Regions from separate parts of the Gossypium raimondii genome. Here region 1 is linked to region 2. The links are chromatin contacts, called in public Hi-C maps. All regions are on one chromosome and are shown on one strand. Each heading gives the region's core, a stretch centred on a gene start, on an enhancer-like site or on the middle of the called end of the contact. The rest is flanking DNA. Distances are from core to core; before and after follow the strand shown.

Region 1 (7,302 bases), core at 3,962-6,461, 130 kb after region 2:
ATTGATGATTATAGTCGGAAAAGTTGGGTTTACTTTTTATAGGAGAAAGGAGAGGCTTTTGAAGCTTTTAAGAGCTTTAAAGTACTTGTTGAGAAAGAGGTTCACAACCCAATAAAAGCTCTCTGATCTGATTGTGGGGAGAGAATATAACTCACACGAATTTGTAGATTTTTGTGAGTTTCATGGCATAAAAAGACAGGTTACAACAGCCTATTCACCCTAGCAAAATGGCATTTGTGAGAGGAAAAACCACACTATAATGAATATGGTACGAATTCTATTGACAAGTAACGGTGTTCTAAAGTGTTTTTGGCCTGAAGCAATGAATTGGTGTATTCACGTTCTCAACAGGAGTCCTACATTTGCAGTTCAAAACATGACCCCGAAAGAAGCATGGAGTGGACAACGACCGACCATGGATTATTTCAGAATCTTTGAGTGTGTAGCATTTGCCCATGTTCCAGATCAAAAGAGAAAGAAATTATATGACCAGGGACAGAAATGTATTTTCTTGGTGTCAGTGATCAATCAAAAACTTATAAGCTTTATAATCCTAACACTAAGAACATTTTGATCAGTCGAGACATCGTTTTTGATGAAAATCAGTTCTGGTCATGGAACACAAGTACCACCAGAGAACAAATACCAACAAGCTTTGATGAAGAAAATAGCGAAGAAGCAAGTCAGCCCCAACAACATCATGTTCTAATAGATGATGCCACTTCTAAAATTACAACGACAATGGACGAACAGTCGGAAACAATAACTGATTCACGTTCTCGCAGTGCTCAAAGAAGGCCAGCATGGATGTCAGATTATGAGGTAACCGAAATTGATCAATCTAAAGATGTTCTTATTCATTTTGCTCTATTTTTAGATTGTGATCCGACAACTTTTGAAAATGCTGTCAAAGAAGAAAAATGGCGAAAGGCGATGGATGTCGAAATTGCTGCAATTTAAAAAAATAATACATGAGAACTTTTTGATCTTCCTAAAGGGCACAAAAAGATTGTTGTAAAATGGGTCTATAAAACGAAATTGAAGGAGAATGGGGACATCGACAAGTATAAAGCACAGTTGGTGGTGAAGGGTTAGAAACAAGAATTTGGTGTGGATTATAAAGAAGTCTTTGCTCCTGTTGCAGGGCTTGATACAATTAGAATGGTGATTGCACTGGCTGCTCAAAACTTATGGCCCATGTACCAATTAGATGTGAAGTCGGCCTTTCTTCATGGAGACTTACAAGAACAGGTATTTATTGAACAACCTCCTGGCTATGTTAAATTTGGTGATGAGCACAAAGTCTATAAATTGAAAAAGGCTCTATATAGACTAAAACAAACACTTAGAGCTTGGTATAGTCATATTAATGCTTACTTTCAAAGGGAAGGTTTTCAAAAATGTCCATATGAGCATACTCTATATACAAAGTGTGTAGATAGGGGGAAAATGCTTATAGTATGCTTATATGTTGATGATTTAATTTATACGAGAAATGATAGTGCCATGTTTGAAGATTTTAAAAGGTTAATGATAACTGAGTTTGATATGTCTAATCTTGGAAAGTTACATTATTTTCTTGGCATAGAAATAGTGCAATCTGTTGATGGAATATTTATTTCTCAAAGGAAGTATGTTCGAGAAATTTTAGACAGGTTTCAGATGAGTAATTGCAATCACGTCAACACACCTTCAGATGTTGGATTAAAGCTTACAAAGAATCTTAAAGAAAAGAAGATTGATGGTACTCTTGTCAAGCAAATTGTAGGGAGTTTGATGTATGTGACAGCAACAAGGCCAGATATCATGTATGCAGTTAGCATTATTAGCAGATACATGGAGAACCCAAAAGAATTACATCTTCTAGCTGCGAAGAGGATCTTTCGATACTTGAAAGGTACTTTTGATTTTGGGTTGTTCTACAAAAATGGAGAAAACTCAGGCTTGATTGGGTTCATTGACAGCAATTATGTTGGAGATTTAGATGACCGAAAGAGTACTTCGGGTTATGCCTTTATGATGGGTTCGAGTGCAATCTCATGGTCATCAAAAAAGCAACCAATTGTCACATTATCAACAACTGAAACTGAATTTGTAGCTGCTACTTCATGTGCTTCTCAAGCCATTTGGCTAAGAAATATTCTTACTGGATTGCAGTTCAAACAACAAGGAGAAACAACAGTTTATTGCGACAACAATTCAACCATAAAGTTGTCCAAAAATCCAGTACTACATGGCAGAAGTAAACACATTGACGTGAAGTTTCATTTCCTAAGAGACCTCACAAAAGATGGGGTAATTGAATTCATTTATTGTAGAAGTGAAGATCAGGTTACTGATGTATTTATCAAGTCCCTCAAATTGGTATCATTTGTAAAGTTCAAAAAAATGCTTGGTGTTTACACTTTGATCAAAAATTAAATTGATCACTTACAGTATCAGTTTAAGGGAGGGCATGTTAGAGTTAAATTTGTTAGTTTATTGGTTTGAATAAAGTTATTGATTCAGTCAAAACTTATTGTTGCTAGACTTTAGGAGTATCATATTAGTTGATATTTTCTAGTGATTTACGTATCAGGTTTGTTCCTATTTTTTAGTGATTTTTTAGTTGTAATTCAGCCTATATAAAGGTTTCATTATTCATTCAATAAAGTGCTTCGAATTCATATTATCGAGTATTTCAAACTTCTATTTCCTCCTTTTATCCATTTGCTTAGTTTAACATTATGAAGTTTTTACACGTAAAATTTCTTAAAAATTTATAGATTTAAAATATATACTCCAAAAGTTTCTTTAAAAAACACATAGCACTCATGTGAAAGTAGTTAATTTGGTTTTCAACTAAATCAAGAGTGGGTTATAAAATACATACGGATAATTGTCAATTGAAGACCTTAACTCTTGTTTATAAAGGAATTCGAAAAAAAATGATAATAAGTAATGAACGATGAAAATTTTCAAGTATAAATTTCATCTAAAAACTTTGGGTATTCATAAATATGTTTGATCTTGCCTCACAAATGATGAAATTTGAACAATCTTTTTACCTTTATTTGACAACAATGGCAGTAAAAGAAAACAGAGAACATGGAGAAAATGAAGGTCTATAGAATGATTTTAGTACTCAACAATGAAAAGTGTGTAATTTTAGTTTTAGATGAAGGTATTATTAAAAAAATAACATAAAAAGTGTTGACACAAGTGATATTTAATTATCACCTCCAACCTTCATTTATTTGAAACGCCCCATGAGATTTTGGGCATATCTCTAAGTAATTTTTGTAAAGTTTTATTCACCCAAAAAAAAAATCACCTCCAAATCTATTTTATTTATCTCCATCTTGTAACAAAAAGTAACGTGAGTGTATAAAATTTTAAGCTTATCAAACAACTTATTATTTTAAAATAAGATGATACATTAGTATTAATTAATATATCACGTTAGTATTAATTCTAAAACGGGCTATTATACATTTACATACGAGTCGTAACTCTAATTTCCTCTTAATACATGGTGGTTAAGGATTGTTCATCCTAAAACTCACCTAGGTTCAAATCTTTGGTAAGTTTTTATTTAAGTAGTCTCCTTTAAACGTGAGGTATGCGTGTGTGATATAAATATGCCCCGAATGCATAAATATTAACCTTTTAATTTCATATTAAAAAAAAGAAAGGAAAAAAGACCTTCCTCTTAATACATGGTTGGTAAAAGATGAAATCTCATGGCTTTAAAACTTTTTCCTCCTTTAAGCCTTGCCGAATGGTTAAACCTTCCACTCACTTTCTCTACTCTTTTTTCTTCCGTTACTTCTTTCTATTTTCTTTCTTAATTTTTCCAAACGAAGTAAGATGTTGCAGCTCCTCAAGTGGCTGGTTAAAGCCAAGCATGAGGTGAAAATCTTGGCAACATCTTATGTTGCCACATATGCCTTCATTTTCCACACTAAATTATTAGGTTAAGACCTAGCTTAAGTAGTATAACTGGCTTTAAATAATTAGCTATTTCAAGCTAAAATAGAAAAAATTCGCCCGTAGGTCTTAGCAATTATGTCAACGGATTTCCAAGATTCAGTCCGCACATTAATTGATTTTTTAAAAGGAATTTTAAATTAAATCTTACATTAATTTAAAAAAGTTAATACATTGTTGTAGCTTTAATATTTTTGTGTTAAGTTAGCCTTTAAATTTAATAATTGTTCTCGTATTGAAGCCTAAATTATTTTTTGTCCAAGTGAGTCCTTAAATTTGGTAACTATTTTTGTATTGACACTTGAACTTTTTTTGTCCAAGTTAATTCTTATATTTCATTGAAAACCCTAAAGTTTAAGCCCTGATGTGAAACAAGTGTCTAGTTCATGCCCCAATGTGAAAAATAAAATCCTAATATAAGAGTACTTACCAAATTTAAGCCACAAATAATGATTTAACCTTTTCGTAAATCATCAAAACCAGAAGTGAGGAAAAATTGAAAGATATAATGACTTTTTATTGGCTTTCTAACTTTATAAAAAATCATTTTAGCCATCTATTTAATTTTTCATCTTTTTTGTCCTTAAACTTGCATTTTGTCAAATCATCCTAGAATGAATGGGAAAGTTAATGTATTTAACTTTTTGATATTACATACACCTAGATTGTCAAGTAAACATGGATGACAAGTCAATATTTAATTAATTTTTAAAATTTTAAAAATTCAAAAAAATTATAGAAACTATTTTAAAATTATAAATCATTAAAATTATTTAAAGTTTATAAAAATATAAAAATATTTTCCAATATTTTAAAAATTTTAAAATGTTAATTAAATGTTGATGTGTCATTTATGTGCATACCACATCAACAAAGTTATCAAATATTAATTTCTTTCATTTATTCTAGGGTGATTTGACAGAAAATATAAAGTTAAAAATTAAAAAAATAAATTTAATTAGAGGACTAAAATGATTTTTTTATAGAGTTGAAGAAAAAAGGTCATTATGTTTGAAATTCTTTTCCATAATTTTCTTGATTTGGGTGCAAAATCAAGTACCCAAACGTGCAAATTATCTGGATTTAGCCCACAAACTCCAATGAAAACCAGCCGTTAATTATGTTTTTTAAATTTCAAATTAGCTGACGTTGGACGCTGACTGTCAATTGTTACTCTTTACTCTTCCGTCTAATCTTTGTTTAAAATTTCAATTTTCCTTTCCTTTCCCATTTTTTCCCCCACAAACTGGCAGCCTAAATTTCCCGATACGACATCGCTTTTGGATCATCCCAATAGAAAGTTCTTTTTCTTGGCGATTTCAACTCTCAAAAAAACAAAACCTCACTCAGTGGTGAGCCGGTGACTCAGTACTTTGATTCTCTCCCTTTCCCTCTTTACAGAGAAAAAGAAAGAAAAGTGAAGAATCATATTCAGAATAGCTACAGGCGTACGGAACTCTAGGGTTTTGGTGCCGTGATCTGGTTTAGAAGATGGCGAGTCCGATCACGCCGGGAAGCGGCAGGGCGTTGTCTATAATGCCGGGGTCTAGGGTTGTGAAGAGTCCTCTTAGTGACGAAACCATTTGGAAACGACTCAAGGAAGCTGGATTCGATGAGGAATCGATCAAGAAGAGAGATAAAGCTGCGCTTATTGCTTATATTGCAAAGCTTGAAGCTGAGGTTTGCTTCAAATCTTTTAACTGCTTTTCTCAAAAAATTTCATGGCTCTTCTTTTCCTTTTGTTTTTCTTTAAAGACTTGTTTGGTCGCGGGTGCAATTGGTCAAAGAGAGTAGTAGTATATTGAAATTTTAAATTGTGAATTGCGAAGGTCGCAATAAAATATGGATTTTTCTTTCTTTATATTGCGTTTCAGTTTTAAATTTTAAGACGAAAAGACAATCAGATATATATATTAATAAAATGGTTAAGTAATGGAAGTGATCTCTAACAGATTTCAACATAAAACAGTAAGGGTTTTGGTACTTGAAAGATGCTAGCCTGTTGTATATAGAATTTGTTTTAATATTTTTGACATATTGTTAATCTAATAAATGTACTTAGTTATATTAGGGATTATGATATAATTACGACGCCATTTTTTAGATATTACGATACAATATTCTTGCTTGGTTCTTTTCTAAATTGGTGATAACCTTCTATATAAATAGGGCATTCTTGTATAAACTAAAACAATGTGTTCTTAATATCGACAATTTAATCCTTGCGTCTTTTCACTAGATGTAGGCTACCATAGTAGAACCACCTATTCCTCTGTGTCCTTGTGATCTTGTTTTCTCTTATTCTTTTCTCAAGTCAAATTTTAATGCCAAGTCATCAACTTAAGTCTTGTTTCTTGAATAAACCTTTTGGTTAAAGTTCCGTACTTCAATTAAATGTCCTTCCGGTTGCTAGTTGTGTTCCCTTGTAGAAGCTTTGAATGGAACAAACTTGATTTTTACCTAATGTTCCAATTGCATTATTTGATTGAGGTGTTGTATCACCTTGCAATGCCCTTTAGGTGTGGTAGACGTCGTGGGCGTGCAAATGGCACATTGAGCTGTTAATTTTGTGGGATTATAAGAGCTTTTAGGAGCATTTATTGTTTGTTTTTTAGTGACTTCAATGATTTGTTTCGTTGTTTTTAGACAGCATTTCCTGTTTTCTGTGCCATTATTTAGGGATTGATTGCTATTTTAACTTCTGAGTTTTTGCACTTGTTAGTTCCTATGGATTTCATATTACTAAGCTGCAATCTTTACCTAACTTTATCCATGAATGAGACTTATGAATGCTTTGTTTGTACAAAAGATCAGAGTGAGGAATAATGGCATTCTTGGTTTAGCACAAGATGATCTATGCATTTCATGTTTTTCATAAGTTCATATTGTAAATCTTCCTTCATTTTGTGCTTCTTTCCACATAGCTTACTAGCATTTAGTTCTAATATTATCTATTCTTGTATTTAGCTCTTTGAGCACCAACACCACATGGGCCTTCTTATATTGGAGAGAAAGGAGCTTGCTTCCAAGTATGAACAAATTAAAGCCTCTGCTGAAGCAAGTGAGATAATGCAAATGCGGGATCAAGCTGCACATGCATCTGCTCTTGCAGAAGCAAAAAAGCGAGAGGATGGTTTGAAGAAATCTTTAGGAGTTGAGAAAGAGTGCATAGCAAGCGTACGGTTATCATTTGAAAGTCTCTTTAATTGAACTTGTTTTCCTTGTTCACTTATCTTTCAGCATTGTATGTTTCTTAGGACTTTGTGGTGGGGTTTTGCAGATTGAGAAAGCATTGCATGAGATGCGTGCAGAATCTGCTGAAACTAAGGTTGC
Region 2 (6,741 bases), core at 3,715-6,214:
GAAGTTACAACTAAATAACAGCAAAATGGATAAATTTAAAGGGAATGAATTATTAGAAGAAAATAATACAGAATAAGTCAGAATTTGAGGGTCTCAAATCAAATTTCCCAAACTTGGTTAGATAAAAACATGCTCCTTTAAACCTACCCAATTATAAATAATGAAGTTGAAAATGATGAAAACCCATTCATCATGTATTGAAGAAAGGCAACAAATCACGTGTTGTTGATATCATTGAGGTTTGGTTTCCTTACGTAGAGTTATTTTTTGACTTTATTCAAACCAATCTTAGTAGGAATTCAACTCAGTTAAATTTGCATATCAAGTTCAATTATTATTCTTTAGGTCGGCTCTTCCCCCCAATAATTTCAAAGGCTTCATGGTAAATATTTATAGCCTAAGTTAATTCCTCACCTAATCAAAATGAAAACCAACTACCAAGTCGGTTTATGGTTAAAGTCCTAGTATTATATTGTACTTTTTTTTTTATCAAAAGTCCAACCCAAGTCCAAAAGGCTACACAATTCATCATTTGACACCCCATTTCTTTTCTCCAAATCAAAATCCACCAAACTAAATATAAATAATTTGATCTTGACAATCCCTTCTTTTTATATAATAAAAATGGCTTATCATTGGTTCAGGCAGCAAACAGCAATCAAGCTATCCATAATTGGAGGAGGCGTCATTTAAAGACAAAACAACTCATGCTCATATGTTTTTTATATTATTATGCTGTGCTGTTTCAATATAACCTTGTTTTCATTAAAAACCAGCTTAGTTGCTATCAAACCTTAATTGACGAAAAAAGAATACAAAATAAATAATGCAAAGATCTGTCCGATAATGCCATATCCAACTTTTGGTATTAAGAAAACCCCTCCATGGACCGACAAATTAGCCAACATACGACACATGTCAATTGATGTTTCTTTTAGGTATACTTACGTTGGCACACACGTAAGGCTAAATCTATAATCATGTAAAAAGATGAGATTAATTGATTAATTTTGAATCGTTTGTTTATTTAATTAAAGGAGATATGTCAACTTTTCCGCACTCTAGAACTTGCTATTTCTCCCCTTGATTTTAATTACCCAGATAAGAAATCTTCGTCAAATGAATCATTATTTTTGCCTTTTCAGTTGAAAATGAGAGGGTTGAAGAGTTCATATACTGCTGATGGCAATGGTAAAATATCGGTGATGGAAGCGATGATATATGATGATGATAGTGCGAGAGAATGAGTAGTTTCCTGGAAACTCCCCTCTTCTTTCCACGAAAGTGCTCTCATCATTTTACTGGCCCTTACCATAATTTTCATGCCATCAATTATAATACCGTGTACGTATATATTCGAAGATAGTGAGTTCATGAGTACGTATATATATTTGAATCCATGTCCTAAGAATATATTCGAAATTATTTTTAAAATTAATTTCACTTCCAATAAATTTTAGAATATATAGAAAAAAAATCTCAAATTTAATGCATCGAAGCTAGTAGTACTTTTTAAAGAGAAATTTCTCATCATTCATGTATTGTAACTGTCGACACCAATCACGATAGCGTGCATATAACGACTACATGCATGCATTACTTGCAAAGTTGCGAGAACCCATCCCATGAAACTCTCACTTGACTTATTGATGAAAAAAAAAAAACTTGGAGTTTAATCCAAAGTTGAACCATCACTTTTTTTTCTAAATTACAAATACAAATAATCAGTGAAATTCAAGTTTAAAGTGGTCAAAATTTTCATGGTTTCGACATTATCATTAAACCAAAATACCAAATGTTTAATAAAAATGAAAATGAGGAACACTTTTGATGATGAAAGGAGAAGTGGAATATGTAACTTTTGGGATGAGTTTTTGGAATTTAAATCAAAAGGGAATTTGAGAATTTAAGGGAAGGAGAAGTTTAGGGAAAAAGAGGGTCCCATCTAATAGAAATATAGAAGGTCGTCTGTCTGACCTCCATTCAAAATTCTCTATAATTATTTTTGTGAAGAAAAAATAAAATAAAAGAACAAAAGTGAGCCATTGGGACATCACGTGGGATATGACCTACCAGCTCCCTTAAAGAAAGAGCATCTGACCAAGCCCATCCACTTTTCCCTTCTCAACCCCCCCCCCCTTTTTTTTTCATAAATATGGTTTTATTTTATTTTATTTTGAAAATATATACCACTTTATTTAATTTTGTTTCTACTAAATGTTGTAAAGTTATGTTTTTTTAAATATTATTTAACAATTTAATTATAAATAAAATGATAAAGTAAACATAAATAAAATTTTTAGATTCAATTATTAAATATTTCACTTTTAAAAATAATATAGTTTTTAGATTCAATCTCACGCATTATATAAGTATAGATTAAAAACGTATGAAATAGTTTTACTTTTTATATTTCTTTCTTAGTGGATATTTCAAGTGAAATCATCCACTCTTTCCTTCTCTACACGCCTCACACCACCCATTTCTTTTTAGTACTATTTTCCTTTGCACACTAGTGCTTTCTAATTTTATCTTATAACCATATTAGTATATATTAGATTATGACCTATTCATGAAAGTAATTATTTAGTAAATTTATAAAAAATTGATATAAATATTAAATATATCTTTAATTAAAATGATAAAATTGAGAGACTAGAATTTATAATGTATTTTCTAGATTTTATATGAAAACATAAAATATCCCGTCAAATAATATTTGTTCTTTTATAATTTTTAATAAATTCACAATTAAATTGAGACGAAGTCTCAAAACTTTAAATATTAACGAAAGTAATATGCGACCAAAATTGAAGAAAGAAAAAAAGGAAGAAAATTTCTGATAAATTGAAGACGACTGAAATTAGAGACATATACACGTGAGCTAACCTCCAACACCCCACACCCTTTTCCTCTCTCACTTAATCATAACCTCCAACTGATTTATCATTATCCCAATTTCTTCTTCATTTGAGACACCCAAAAAGGTGGACACTCTTCCACCATGTAAGTGGGAGGACCCATTTCTCCCATACATACATTCCACTATTTTATATACTACTAACTCTTCATTACATTAAACGTATATATACATGCATAGATATTTTATTCATTTATCCTAACAAATTTCTTTTTAATTAAAACTCAAATTCTTGGAAAGTATTTGTGGATAAATGTGTAATAATTAGAAGTTTTCATGTTTTCTAGCTATGATGTTCAACAAGATTTTCCAAACCTTTCGCATTTCGAAAAGCTTGAAAAGTAACTGAATATGAACACAAAGGCAACTTTATACTTTTTTTTCTCTAAGCAGTCAAAATAATTAAAAATAAAACGCAAGGATCAAAGCAGTGTTTCCATGAGATAAATCGTAATCTTTATTCATTCCATATTATCAAAGCAATGGAAACAACAAGTGTATCATTAAAAGATGGAACAAAAGAATGAATAATAAAAGATAGATATACTAGTATATCTTAATTTCTAATGAATATTTACAAAAACATATAAAGATGGATGAGGAGATTGATCAGTAATTTTTACTATTGGTTTTCTACAAATTAATTTATAGTCCACACTAATTTTGATTCGCTACAAGCCCTTAACCAAAAAATAGAGGGGTTATGGGGAGGGTCTATTCTCGTCCTTTCTTTGGCTACTGATTTTAAGTTGTAATTAACGAACTTGGAATCAACATGCTGCAGAAGGATTGGTGAAGCGATTATAGAAATGAGGCTTTGAAGGCAATACTGAAAATGGGTTCTTGGAACTGCCATCGCTAACACCGCCGATTCTTTCACAAGATGGACACATGGTGAGAGTAGCCGCTGGCATGTGCATGTAAAAGGGTTGAGCCAGTTTCAGTGCCTTGAGTTCTTGTAGCTCCTTTTGCAGTCTCCTGTTTTCATCTGTTAGTGTCTCACAACACTTCTTCAAGAATTCACAATCTACCTCAGTTTGCTTAAGCTTTGTCCTGTCAATCACAGAAACCATAATTCTTTTTGTAAGTAACATTGAAGTCAGGTCAGTTGCTTTTAAGCACTTGTCCTTTGGTGTACATAGAAGCCTTTCTCTTTTCGTTTGCCTTTTGGTATAGAGATAAACAGAAGAATGATCAATTTACCTGGCTCTCCTGTTCTGGAACCATACTTCAACCTGTCTAGGCCTCAGGTTTAATTGCTTTGCTAAAGCTTGCTTTTGCTTCTGTTAGCATAAAATATAAGAACAAAAAAAAAAAAAAAAAGAGAGAGATTTGATTAATACAATAATCAAGCTGTTAGTGATGATAATCAATATCAGATAAAGAGAATTGGAGAGAGATGAAAGAGCATACAGGATTTAAAGTGCTATGCTGTTTGAAGCTTTCCTCGAGCAAAGCAGATTGGTCTTTGGTGAGCCTGAGTTTCTTTCTAGCATTAACACCATCTTCATCTTCTTCACTAACTCTGGAGGAATTCTTCTCTACCTCCACTTCTTCGCAGCTAAGGTCTCTTTCCCTTTTCACCCTACCACTAGAAAATGAAGAAACAGCACTATGGGGAGAAGCCTGACGGTACAAATCACCGGAGCCAGGCTCCTCATGGTTGTGAAGACAACCAACGCCTTTGTTCACATCAATCTTTTTGCTATTATCATTAACTAGGTATATCTCACCGGATAACGCCAACGTCAGCGATGGCTCGACACTTGCTGCTGCCATGGACATAGATGATTTCTTGGGAGTTTGATTGTTGTTGGCCTTGGATGGAGTTCCCAGGGTTGATGAAAAGCCTAACCCAAGAACAAGGCCTGTATTACATGCATCATCAATACCCATCAAGCTGAAATTTTGTCTACACAAGTGGGTTTTTTTTTTGGTTAGAAGGGGGTGAAGGAAAGAGAGGGAGAGGGAGTGGATTGAAAGATAACGAGGGTGCAAAAGGGTCTTAAGAAGGGAAGAGAATGAGTAAGACTTTTTGGAGGGAGAAAGAGGGTGTGGGTTGGGGTAGCTATGATTATTAATCAAAGGAAATGAATTGACTATTTTTTATTTTATTTTAGGTATAGAAAGTCCATAATAAAAATCAATAAATTATACGAATCTTGAATTTATTAAAATATTAAATACTATTTAAGAGAAAAAAAGATTACATTAATGAAGGGAATTAAATTCTTTAGCGTCTACCATCCAACCCCACTCCAATTATCTCAGTATACCAAACAAACAAAGGCAATTTCCTCTCTTTTTCTATGTTATGAAATCCCACAATTCACATTGTAACGGGAATCACATCAAGAGAATGATTCGCCAGCACTTAGGCCACCCTTTAACGTACCAATTTTAACTATTGCTACTCCTCGACTATCACTTATTCCCTTTTTTTTTCCCTTCCTATGGCTGCTTTTTTGTGTACGTATGTTTCAATTATTAGCCAACTTTTTCTTTGTCTAACTTTTGTCCTCAAAACCCTTTTTATTTATTTTCCTATCTCCCTTTATCTTTTTATATATGTGATGACCTATATTTTTGCACACATCCAAAGATTAATTACTTTTGTTTCCACAGAAGAAAAGTTTGATGATGGCAGAAATTTTGGGTTAATTATTAAAGGCTGCCTATATAATTTGAAATCATGATGCATAAAGGGCGGAACATCATTGGATATTAACAAGTTCCCTTTATAATACACCCATGAACTGTCTCCCACTCCATGCCTGATTTAACTAGTTAGGATCGGATGGGTAATCACGTCACCTTGCTTACCAAGTATTAACACTTGATATCCATTATTCTATTTTTCATTAATTTGGTGGGCAGTTTTTTCTCTTGCTTATTTATGAGTATGGAGATTAGAAAAAGATGTCCACTATCTCCTATTGTTTCAATCATCATGAAGGATGGTAGTTTCCTTGTTTTCTTGTTTGTTTAGAAGGGAAAAAAAATCTTATAATTTTTCTAATTTTGAATTTCAGTATATGTAATGCAATTTCAGTTTGTTATTTTTATGTAATACTTATAGAATAGTCTTATCATTTTAATTAATTGATTTAACATCTACTGCTTGAGTCAATACTAAAATTTTAAAATTGAAAAGTACAAGAACTAACAATGATTAAATTAGAAAATAAGAGGAAATCCAACATTTGCATAGTACGAGATTAATAATAGAACTTGACTTAACATATTTAATTACTATCATTTATTTTAAGATTAAAATTTAAAAATTTTAAAAAGTATAAAGATTAAAAATAACTAAAACTAAGTTCATAACTAATGTATAGTATAAGGACTAATAGCAAAAATAGACAGAAAGGGAAAAAGGGGGAAGAGAGAAGTAGGTAGAAAACATTTGAGAAGAGTTTGAAAGAGTTATAATGGTGCCAGGATATGATTCATCAGCAGGAATCCGGATCATTGCTTAACTAGAAAGTCGATGTAGAGAGTTTGGGGCCCCCATGCTTACATTGTATAAGCACTTCCCAATAATGCTTTGTCGGCTATTTTTACCCATTACAATTTAGAAGTTAGGTCACCCATAAAAACATGATTCAATTAAACCACCCATTAATTTAATACCAAAAACAATTGCGGATGATATGAGATAGATCAAGCTCATAAAATAATATTTTATATTTATATATTAAAACGATGAGAATTTTTTGCTGTCATTCAGGGACTTTGATTGTCCCCTGCAGGACCAATCATTTTTCAGAAAGGTGCTGCATTTGTTTCAATGAAATATAATGGCCTGTTTTCTCTAT

Evidence for each region. A called contact is a pair of places that touch in the nucleus more often than the background predicts.
Region 1: a Hi-C map of leaf shows a contact between it and region 2, with 3 times the contacts expected there. The contact joins the promoter of LOC105804078 here to the promoter of LOC105804079 in region 2. A contact is called at or near these places in 2 of 2 Hi-C or Micro-C datasets (both in leaf).

Annotation. Positions count from the first base shown.
Region 1 is chr11:36,001,989-36,009,290 of ASM2569854v1, forward strand. LOC105804078 (protein CROWDED NUCLEI 4) reads left to right here and starts at 5,212. Exons shown (of 9, transcript XM_012636575.2): 1 at 5,212-5,649; 2 at 6,937-7,146; 3 at 7,250-7,302. The coding sequence starts at 5,461.
Region 2 is chr11:35,871,354-35,878,094 of ASM2569854v1, forward strand. LOC105804079 (homeobox-leucine zipper protein HAT22) reads right to left here and starts at 4,965. Exons shown (of 3, transcript XM_012636576.2): 1 at 4,334-4,965; 2 at 4,124-4,203; 3 at 3,354-3,973. The coding sequence starts at 4,816. The coding sequence ends at 3,691.